Linked DNA regions of Danio rerio: regions 2 and 3 are each linked to region 1. A link is a contact called in public HiChIP or PLAC-seq and Micro-C data. All regions are on one chromosome and are shown on one strand. The core of a region is the stretch at or near the end of the contact, and the rest is flanking DNA. Distances in the headings are between cores, read along the strand shown. Region 1 holds the start of fam184b (family with sequence similarity 184 member B). Region 2 holds the start of n4bp2 (NEDD4 binding protein 2). Region 3 holds the start of rhoh (ras homolog family member H).

The links. A called contact is a pair of places that touch in the nucleus more often than the background predicts. HiChIP or PLAC-seq counts read pairs in DNA pulled down with a chosen protein or histone mark.
Region 2: an H3K4me3 HiChIP or PLAC-seq map of embryo shows a contact between it and region 1, with 4 times the contacts expected there. The contact joins the promoter of n4bp2 here to the promoter of fam184b in region 1. A contact is called at or near these places in 1 of 18 Hi-C or Micro-C datasets (an unstated tissue) and 1 of 4 datasets of contacts at active chromatin or transcription factors (embryo).
Region 3: a Micro-C map of caudal fin shows a contact between it and region 1, with 5 times the contacts expected there. The contact joins the promoter of rhoh here to the promoter of fam184b in region 1. A contact is called at or near these places in 2 of 18 Hi-C or Micro-C datasets (caudal fin and hematopoietic stem cells).

Annotation. Positions count from the first base shown.
Region 1 is chr1:25,121,115-25,124,619 of GRCz12tu, reverse strand. fam184b (family with sequence similarity 184 member B) reads left to right here and starts at 1,937. Exons shown (of 18, transcript NM_001201530.1): 1 at 1,937-2,274. The coding sequence starts at 2,116. It overlaps ncapg (non-SMC condensin I complex, subunit G), which reads right to left and starts at 292. Exons shown (of 22, transcript NM_001256205.1): 1 at 247-292.
Region 2 is chr1:24,952,190-24,955,694 of GRCz12tu, reverse strand. n4bp2 (NEDD4 binding protein 2) reads right to left here and starts at 1,874. Exons shown (of 16, transcript NM_001079967.1): 1 at 1,569-1,874; 2 at 231-1,149. The coding sequence starts at 1,839.
Region 3 is chr1:24,979,176-24,982,680 of GRCz12tu, reverse strand. It overlaps rhoh (ras homolog family member H), which reads right to left and starts at 1,738. Exons shown (of 3, transcript NM_001327973.1): 1 at 632-1,738. It overlaps n4bp2 (NEDD4 binding protein 2), which reads right to left. Exons shown (of 16, transcript NM_001079967.1): 16 at 2,202-2,955. The coding sequence ends at 2,910.

The sequences.
Region 1 (3,505 bases), core at 688-3,187:
ATGACAGAACACGATATATGTGAACCCACACTATATCAGTTTGTACGCATAAAATGAGCGACTCCACCCCGAGCTCCGACAGTTAACGTTAGCAACAACATAAAAACAAGAAAGCTAAATCATCACCTAAATGTTAACACATTGAAAAACCGTCAATAACGTCGTCGTCGTCAGTGTCTCTGCGAAACAATTAAATCCTTATCAAAAAGTTTTAATGGAGGAAAAACTCTTTAAACCGTGTCATACCTGCATAAAAGGCTTGGAAAACTTCTCTGTTGAAAAACGACGAAAGCGCCACTTTTCAAAACGTGCTCTCGCGAGACGTTAGGGGAAAACCGCCTGGAAGCTGTATCCAATGAACAGAAGGTTTCCTCCTTCTAAACAATACCTCAGAGTTTCCTCCAGAGGGCGTTCATAGGCTTGCTACACGGGTTTATAGGTTTATAGGGCACTGTTGAAATCCTCCTAGGTCCAATTCTCAGGACTTTTTTCACAATGGATTCCCTTTCTTGTCGGATTAGTCCCTTTATTAATCCGGGGTCGCCACAGTGGAATGAACCGCCCACAATAGATGTATTTGTGTACTATTTTTTAATAACAACCAGAATACCACATCGTTGTGATTTTTTTAGATGCAGACCACCAAATATGATCACACTCGTATGAGAGACCACCGCCCAAAGTTGTAAAAGAAATCTCGTTTTTTTTTTGTATTGAATTTTTACAAACCAAAAAATATCAAGAAAATTTAAATTTAAAAAGGGTATAAAATGATATTTCGAAAATATTGATTCTATTAATCTATGTTAATAAGTTTTATACCCATTATAGTGCATTTAACTTATGTAATTAGACTTTTCTATATCTTAGACTAAAATAGTATTGATTTAATTGTGTTTTATTATTTTTTAATTAATTATTAATAAATAAATTGTTTGTTTAAATTTAGTTTGTATTTATTTCATTATTTATTTTTAATATAATTTAATTATTTAATTTGACTTGAATATTTAATAATATTTGATTTATTATTGTAGAATTATTATATTAAGATTACTTTCATTCATTTGTTAGTTTCTTTTATGCTAAAATTTGTTTATTTATTAAAATGACTTGTTTTTAAGTCCATTTATTAATCTGGGATCGTCACAGCGGAATGAATCGCCAACATATTCAGCACATGTTCTACACAGCAGATGCCCTTCCAGCTGCAACCCATACACATCTCAATCACATCCATACACACTCATTCACACACATACACTACGGCCAATTTAGCTTACCCAATTCACCTAGCGGGGGGGGGGTGGGACCCAATTCACCTAGCGGGGGGGTGGGGAGGGGGGAAACGAGCACCCGGAGGAAACCCACGCGAACGCAGGTAGAACATGCAAACTCCACACAGAAATGACAACTGACCCAGCCGAGACTCAAACAGCACCCTTTTTGTTGTGAGCTTCTTCTTCTTTTCACGCTATTTAGGCTATTTGTAAAAAAAATACTTAAATGTTCATTGAACTTTAGTTCTCTCTTTGGAGGTTCCAGAACACTTTGAAAACGTAAATCTACCCTTACGCTTAATGAGAACACTCAAAAAAAGAAGAAAGCATTTATTTTACGTTCATTTAGATCATACTGCAGTTCTCAGTTACTTTTGTTTATTATAAAACGATTTAATCTTTAAACATCATGTGAATGCGAGTAGCTGTGGTTACTGTAACGAAACTAAGGCGTGGAACCTGCGCGTGCTTGTGTTTGTTGTGCTGTTGCGCGTGCTGCTGTTCAGGGGAGGGGCCATGATTACACTGCAGTACCCGTGACTCCTAATGTTAGACGGTAGTCACGCCCCGGGTAAAAGACAGGTGTCCGGACTGGGGGCACATGCCGTCAGCGAGTTGTGTACCGCGGGGTGGTGGATCACCGATGGCATTATTTTGTGAGCTGTGCGCTCACCGGGAGCAGCTTCATGGCGGAGCGGTGGGGTGTTCGCCGGTCGCTGCAGCATGCAGAATGCTTTCGGCTGTCGTAAGGACACTACCTTCAGGATCACGTAAAGACGACCAGGGTGTTGCGCAGCCCAGTTTGTGATTGATCAGCGTGATCTAACGGGTTATTATGGCTTCCAGCTCTGGTAAGATGAACCATCCCCCCGGCGGCAGCGGTGCATGCAACGGGACTGCTATTGCGGACATCCCCAGTGTGAATGTAGAACAGGAATTGTATGATTATCAAATGCACACGAAAATGTGCAAGAAAATAGCACAGCTAACCAAGGTAAGCGCATAGTTTTTTTTCCCCTCAAGTATCATTTAACTGTTTCCTGGATATCAGATAGATAGATAGATAGATAGATAGATAGATAGATAGATAGATAGATAGATAGATAGATAGATAGATAGATGTACGCGTGCATGTGTGTTAATCACCCTTTCTACTGCACACATTTACGTTACATTAATATTTACATATACTTGGCACTACAAGACAGTGTAGTGTGTAAATATAAATGGTTGACACATCAGAATTTTATGCTGCCTGATGACCCACTGGCTTTTTTAAGGAATGCAACAGGGTTTTAATGTACTGGGCGTCGCATCACTGTATTTCCATTACAGATGCAGAACCTGGCAGAAGGTAATCCAAGACAGTCACGATTTCAATAGACACTGCAAATGCGATTATATGGAGTTTATCATTCAAACTCATGCTACAAATTGCTCATCAAAAAATAACGTGACCCGTGGGTGATCACTGGCAGCAGAAATCAGATTTGGATGTCTGTGTATCCATCAGATCGCATGCAGCATTCAGTGACCCGAATAAGTAAACGTGACAGAGTTCGGCTTAGCAAAAGACAATTCTACTAACGGAACTTTTTTTTGCTTTTACAATTTATGCTTGTTCATTAAACAGGGTTGGATAAAATAATTATTAGGCTATTTTTGTTAAAGTTAGCAGTTCATTCCGCTACGGCGAACCCTGACAAATCAGGAACTAAAGCTGAAGGAAAGTGAATGAACGAATGAATGTTAATTCGTAGTGGTGTTGTGGTTTGTTACACCATTTTTGAACTACACGAAAACTAATCTTGCAGCAGCTTAAATACATTTTTTGATTTATTATATTTTTGGCCATCTTTAGTACAATGTTATTGCTTAAATTAAACACAACAAAACTCAGCCTTCAGAAATCATGCCAAACACTCCTCGCAGACCTCTGGCTAAACATCTGATGCATACAGCACAGTCTTATGGAAACACTTAGATTCTAAGTCGGCCTCTGATTGGTTTAAACATGATTGCAGGTAGGGATGGGATAATAAATCAATGCTTTATGAATCATGGATTGATCTAAAAATAAATTAAATGCAATTGTGATTCTCTCTGTATTTGATTCTGAGATTTTAACTGCAGATGATACTCTAGGCTAGTTTTCAATTGTACACGTTTAGTGAGTGAGTGTGCTTTTAGTCATGTACTGTAAGTGGTATTTGCACCACAGCTTT
Region 2 (3,505 bases), core at 625-3,124, 170 kb after region 1:
GAGAAGCTATTTTAACTTACCCCTAAGGAAATAATTTCCACCATAAGATGAAATGTGGTAAGCCATTTACTGCTCTTATGGACTAAAGATGTTTACAGCATAATGACAAAAACTTATACATCTTAGTCTCTCTCCTTTTTTCTAAGGTACTAAACAGACGCCTTCCCTTGCGCTACTGCATATGTTTTAATAAAATTGTACATATCCCAGAGATGCATCTACTTGCTTACTTGGCAAGAGTGGTTTTGCCTGATCCAGGAGCCCCTCTAAGTAAGACCAACACCTGCCCTTCCAGTTTGAGTCTGTGCCTAGTGGGCAGAGTCCATGACTTTGGTACAGTTGCAGAAGGCTTCAATGGAGCTTGTCTGACAGTGGCATGAGTCAGCCACTGTGAAGCAGGGATAGGGTTACTACTCCAAGGTGTAGGGTTAGGAATGACGGGTGTAATAAAGGGTGGTCCCATAGAGTGGGGATGAAATTCAGCAGCCTGCGTGTTCCAAAACATGGCAGGTGTGCTGAGTGATTCTTGGTGCTTTTTTGCCCCTGCATGGTTATGTAGTTGGTCAGGTCTACGATAAACCTGAAAGGCAGAAGGCCGTGGTTCAGTTGAGTTGGCCTCCAGCGTTAGGTGACTAAAGTCAAGAGATATGGTTTTTGTCTCGGGGATATGACCCCCACCGAAACTTAATTCATTCACAGGAGAACTACCACCACGAGCCTCACTGAGCCCAGGGTCAGAGTAAGAGACGTGCTCAGCATGCTCTGCTAAGCTTTGGGGAGCTGGACATTGAGGCTGAGATGCAAGAGACAGTAATTGAGAAGAAGAGGGCAGAGAAGAGAGAGGTATTGAGGACACTGGAGAATGAGAGCTCGCTTGCATTTGCTGTGTTGTCAAAGTTTGAAGTTCTTGATCTAAGAGAGCATCAAACTCCTCTGTCAGGCAAGTTTCATCAGGACTGAGCTCTGGTTGAGATCGAGGCTGATTTGAAAAGACAAAGCGCTGCGCTGTCCCACTGAGGAGATCTGTTTGAGTGGTGTTGGTTCTGAGGAGAGCAGCGGCCTGCTCAAAGCCTGAGAGGGGTGGAGAAGGTGGTGCTATGCCCTCAGCAGCGTCTGACATCTCCAAAAGGGAATCCATTGCATTGTCCACTAATGCAGAGAGATGAGGAGAAACAATTTTTAAATAACAAGTACAGCCTACACTAGATAATTTTACAAAAAGACCATCTTATTCTCACCAAAGATGCATTTATTAGATGAAAAATAATTTAAAAAAGAAATATTTCTAGCCCTAAAACGGTGTTTGTTTGTAATTCACTATATTTAATGTTTATTTTAATTTAGTTTTGCCCATACACAAATAAAATTCGAGCTAAAATAAACTATACTATAGAAATTTGCTATTTTTGATACCAATAATGATATTAGTTACGTAATGTTTGGTCAATTGTAAGCAGCCTTGAGACGTTTTAGTACTGTGTGCTGCCTCGTACATTCTTCCAACAACGAACTTTAAGTTAGACAGACACTGATTAAAATTAAACCCAGGAGTGATCATTCATGCGCACCTTTAAAATCGACCTCTGAGAGCACCATGCAAATGACTTCTGGATCCAGATGTGAAAACATCTCCTGCATTCGCTGGATGATCTCGTCCCGACTTTGAGATTCCACCCGACCGCTGCTGTAATGCGTAGAGGAGCCTAAATGTGTTGCGCCCGCCCGAGTCACAAAAGACCCATTTGTCCCGTATGCTCGACTCTCGGAACCGCTTCCGTACTCAGCCGACTGCATTGGTGCTCGGGACGGACTATGTCCGTTTTTCTTTTTCTTTGGCATTCTGATGTGCCCCGTTTCAAATCACCAACAACTCTGTTTACAAGTTTTACTAGAGGAACCAAAAGTAAAAGAAACCCAGAAGAGGTGACTCTCAACTCCAAAGCAAAAACACTGCATCGCCTCTAGTGGATGGAAACAGCATGACACCAATTTTGTTATGGTTACCCATGGACAGGGACAGTCAAAGAAAAACAGCTTTTGCGAAGATTGTTAAACAATCAGTCACCCTGTCTGACTGCCTGTCTGTCTGTCTGTCTGTCACGTGATCGAAAATTTGCTAAAAATAATAATTACCATTTTAAAACACTTTAACCCTTTGACTGCCCTCCACCAAACGGTTCAGCATGCTTTGACTGTTTTAAATAATTTCAAAGTAATTTCAAGAATAACTGTCTTAAATAATGATTTGCACACACTGTTGGTTTACAAAAGAAAATAATAATCTAATCTTGTTGCACTACCACACTTGATTTTGGTTTTTATTATTAAAAACATACAAGAAAACATTTTTAATGAGAATCTGAAATATTTTATGGCATATTTAAAAAAATAAAGATGATTTAGTTTTCAAAAATGTTTTATTTTGATTATGTTTTAAATAAATTGATCTTACACTTTATATTTACCCATTTTTCATAGTAAATGTAGCCTTTTGGTAGAGGCTGACATTTTAGAAATTAAGCAACATTAGGAGTTAAGAAATGCAATACAACATTTTTTTTTCTCTCGGTGAGGTAGTTAAAGAGTTAATTCAAGTAGTGTTAGGGGCAACAATTTCATAAAATAAAATGAACTAAAAAAAATTTAATGCAGTAAAATGTAAATAAGTAATCTGCTGTTTCATTAAGCTAAACAAAAATGATACATTTGTAATAGAAATAAACAAAACTGCATCAACATAATCTATTATAGCATTTATAAAATATTTTAAATGCTATTCAATTAGCAAAAAATATCATAATTCTTATTAAAATTAACAAACATAAATTACTAAAACAAACAAATGTTTATTTGATGTTAGTTAAGTATTTGCAAGGTAGATAAATGCTAAAATGAAAAAAATTTCTAAACAATAGATTAAAAAAAATTAATTCATTTTCTTTTCAGCTTAGTCTCTTTTATTAATCTGGGGTCGCCACAGCAGAATGAACCGCCAACTTATTTCACACGTTTAAACGTTTTATTATTATTATTATTCCAATTACAGCAAAGACTCCTGCAAGTCCTGCAGGAATTACAAAATCCTGCAGGATTTGCCACTTCCTTGATTCCATTGTAAAACCTGTAAGAAATTCCTGCACATATGTTCAATGTGTCCTACAGGATTTTTTAATTCCCGCAGGACAGCAGCTATCCAGCAAGGAAAAAAATAAATCCTTCAGGATTCCTGTAAAAAGTACTGCATGAATCTAAAACCTGTATAGGAATTGCCTGCACATAATGTCAATTTGTCCTGCAGGATTTCATAATTCCTAAAGGATACCAGCAGGTTGCTGCAGAAAAAATGAAAATCCTGCAGGATTCCTGTTTACTATTTTGTAAGGGTTTATGCAGAAGATGTCCTTCCAGCCGCAACCCATTACTGGGAAACATCCTTTCACACACATACACTACGGACAATTTCTACCATTTGTCTTTGGACTGTGTGGGAAACCGGACCACCCGG
Region 3 (3,505 bases), core at 489-2,988, 140 kb after region 1:
TAATTTATTTTATATTACAAAATGGGTTAAATCCGAATATGACATTTCTGACATGTTAAAAAAACAACGACAAAGATTATTCTCCAAAAGAAGGTAATGAATTGCACTTCCTAGGCCTACATCGGCTGCCATGAGGGTTAAGTACTTTTAGTTAAATTGCAAATTCTGAGAATTATGTAAATCCTTTTAAAATTACTTTAATGGCTTGCACATCTCATCTTCGTAATCAGTTGCACATGTTGTTTCCACTTTGAGTTCCATTTTGTTTTGGGCAGAACAAAAATAGGTTTGACAAATTAACTGAGTCTAGAAGATGACACTATCAAAAAAACTAAACAAAAATACAAATTTTTGTTAACAAAATAAACTAGTAAATTAAAAATGAGACAGCTCTATAAAAAGGATCACGTTTTAACTAAAGTGCTTCACAGTCAAGTTTTCTATTATGATTTAATATATAATTCTAATTGAAGACAGCCCTTAACATTTCAATTTCAATTATTGATTAATGAACTTCCCTTTACAATTACATTTTGTACTTTACACTAGAAATTTCGAATTCACAAACATTGTTTTAAAGCACAGCAGTTAATAGATGTATAACAGAATATATCAATGAAAAACAACTTACCCCTTTGAGCTCTTAAATTGAGAGTGTCACGGGTGCATTTCGTTTTGTTAATTACTTTTGTTTAGTTTTTTTTTTTAAAGAATGACTTCAGTTTAGATACCAGTCCAATTCTGCATATTTTTCAAAACTACAATTGTTAAACAGGAAATTCAAGTCCTCGTAAGAACAGAAAGATCATATCCTCTTGTAGGGAAATGAAATGTGAGGCTGGGCTCTTTTCTCTGTAAAATCTTACATCAAATCTTTTTGATGCTTCCGCTGTGACTGTGTGACGTTCTCAGCTCATCTGTCGAGTCTTGCTTCTTCTGCAGTCAAGAACTCGTTTTGTGCATGACCTCAGTCTCATGCAGTAAGGAGAAAAACAGATATAACCAAAAACAAGACAAACCCTGATGAAACTTAAGGTTTTGTTCTAATGCTGGGGCTCAGTAATTTAGTTAAATTAATCTTGCTATATTAGAAGCCAAACATTACCATTTAATAAAGGTGACTCCCAGCTAGTATTAAATTAACAGTTACCATAGCAGCTTGTCAGTAAGAACATTTAGTTTAAGTGCAATACAGTAATTACAGTACCATAGCCTCAGAGCACTTGTCTAGGTGAATAAGGAGCATGTTACTGAGACATGATAGTTGTAGTAACCCAAAACTAAAAATTCTGTCATCGTTTATTTACCCGTTTCTTGTTCCAAACATGTTTAATTTTCTTTCATCTGTTGAACATAAAATCAGCTAATAAAGAAAGCTGACCTTTAGTTTTTTTATTATTATTATTATTTAACTTTATGTTACTGGTTTTGGCTTTTACTTGAGTTCAGTTATGTTCAATGCAATAGAAAATGTAAAATCAATACAGCAAAGATTTTTACAATACAAAGTTTTTTCAATGGTTCTAGTGTAATAAATTCATTTTTTTAGCTGTGCAAATGTGCAATTTGGTGTTAATGGTCATTCATTGACATGTACATAATGTATGAAGAAATTCAATACTTTTTATTATGTTTATTATTATAAAAATTAGTAAAAGTTAGAGAAAACGGCTTTTTACTCAAAAAGATAAAAGGGAGATAAGTAGAAATATGTGTACTGCAAGTTTATCATCAAATGTTTTTAGTTTGGAGTGCTAAGAAAACTGTGTAAATATAATGCAGTAGCATTTTAGATTCAGAAGCCTCGTGTTAGATTGTAGACACCAAAGTCACTCATTAGCGGTTTGAGTGCACTACTTAGTCAACAACATCGCCCTCTGATGGACAGGAAGTGCAACTTTATTCAATTTAACAGCTGCCTCTTTCATCATGGAGAGATCTGACCTTTACCAATTCAAACAAACGTCAGCTACTGAGCATTCTACAAGCTAGAGTATTTTCCCCCACCAACGGTTTCTACTGATTAAAAAAAGAGAAAGACAATCGAGGATGTGAAAATGCTCAGCTGTGAGCTCCAGGCGGTTGCTAAGCTATGCCATTTCAAGCCCTAGACACATTCAAAATTATCCACTTTTAAATTTCACCAAATTTCACTTAAAGAAAACTTGTATATTTTATGATTTTATTCTTCCTTTCTCTTCAATTTCAAACAAAATAAAACAAATTGCTACATATAAAATCTTTTGAGGATCAAAATTTTGTTTCACAAAAAATATTTTCCACAAATTTACACACAAGAATTACAATAAGAATTGTTATTTGCATAGCAGAGTTACGCTTTCTAAAATATATACATGACAATATTTGAAACTGGAAATATAAAACCCTTGAGCTAAAACTCAAAAAGCAGCATAAAATGAATATTTCTGATGCTCACAAAGTAAAATGCAAAGCAAAGTGAGGATCAGCTTTTATATTTCCAGATATGTATAGCATTCTGTGACCTTCACATTTACCCTGACGCTAGACAGCAAACAAGATCTTATAAAACTTGTGTGGTACTGCACTCATAATTCAAAAGTATGCGTCAACAATATACCATTAATAAAATACGACATCGATTTTGAGAAAATGCTATTTAAGCTAATTATATTAAAATGTGGTGAAAGCATAACATGTATATTCAATACAATGTAAAATGCTGTGGTAAATATGCAGTACCCTGATAGTTTTATGTCTTACATAAACTCTTTCACAATACAAAAAGCTGTGAAAATAGACATGTATGCAGTTAAAAGACAAAAAACATTATTATTATTACTGGCACTACTGATCTTTAGCGAAGACACTTTGGATTAAGGCAGTGAAGAGAGAAATTTTTAAGTAAAAGCTTCATCGTAGCAGCTCTTTCAATGAAGTGTAACCAGCACCAACCCGATCTTAGGCTCAGTATAACTGTGAGAAAAACAGAAAGAAACGATAGAAAGAAATTACAAATCATGATCAACCAAAGGTTTTGACATAAATGGTTCTACATGACAACTTCAAAATATTTCAATAATTAACAAAAACAAAAAAAACTTTATCGTTTTATGGGTGAGGAAGGACTTGAGGGTGATTAAAGAGCCCCTATTATGCATTATAAAAGATCATATTTTGGTTTTGGGGTCTCCAACAAAAGGTTAATATGCATGCAAGGTCAAAAACACATTAATTGTTTTATAATATGCATTTATTTTGACCTAATTATCCCAATGACTCTGATATGATTTGTTCATCGATGAATTTTTTTCCAAAACCTGTAAGAGGCTAAAATATCATATGCATTTGTTTATATGACAAAACATGTCTTTTTGACTTTCTTTTTGGTTTTATGGTGTGGTCACATGTTGATTGGTCAGTTTGAATGTCTTAAATGGTTTTAGACACATGGTCAAGAAAGATACAAAATAGGTGGTAAACTCGAGCTCTGTCTCTTTTCCTGGCCTGTCTTTTCCTGCTTTGC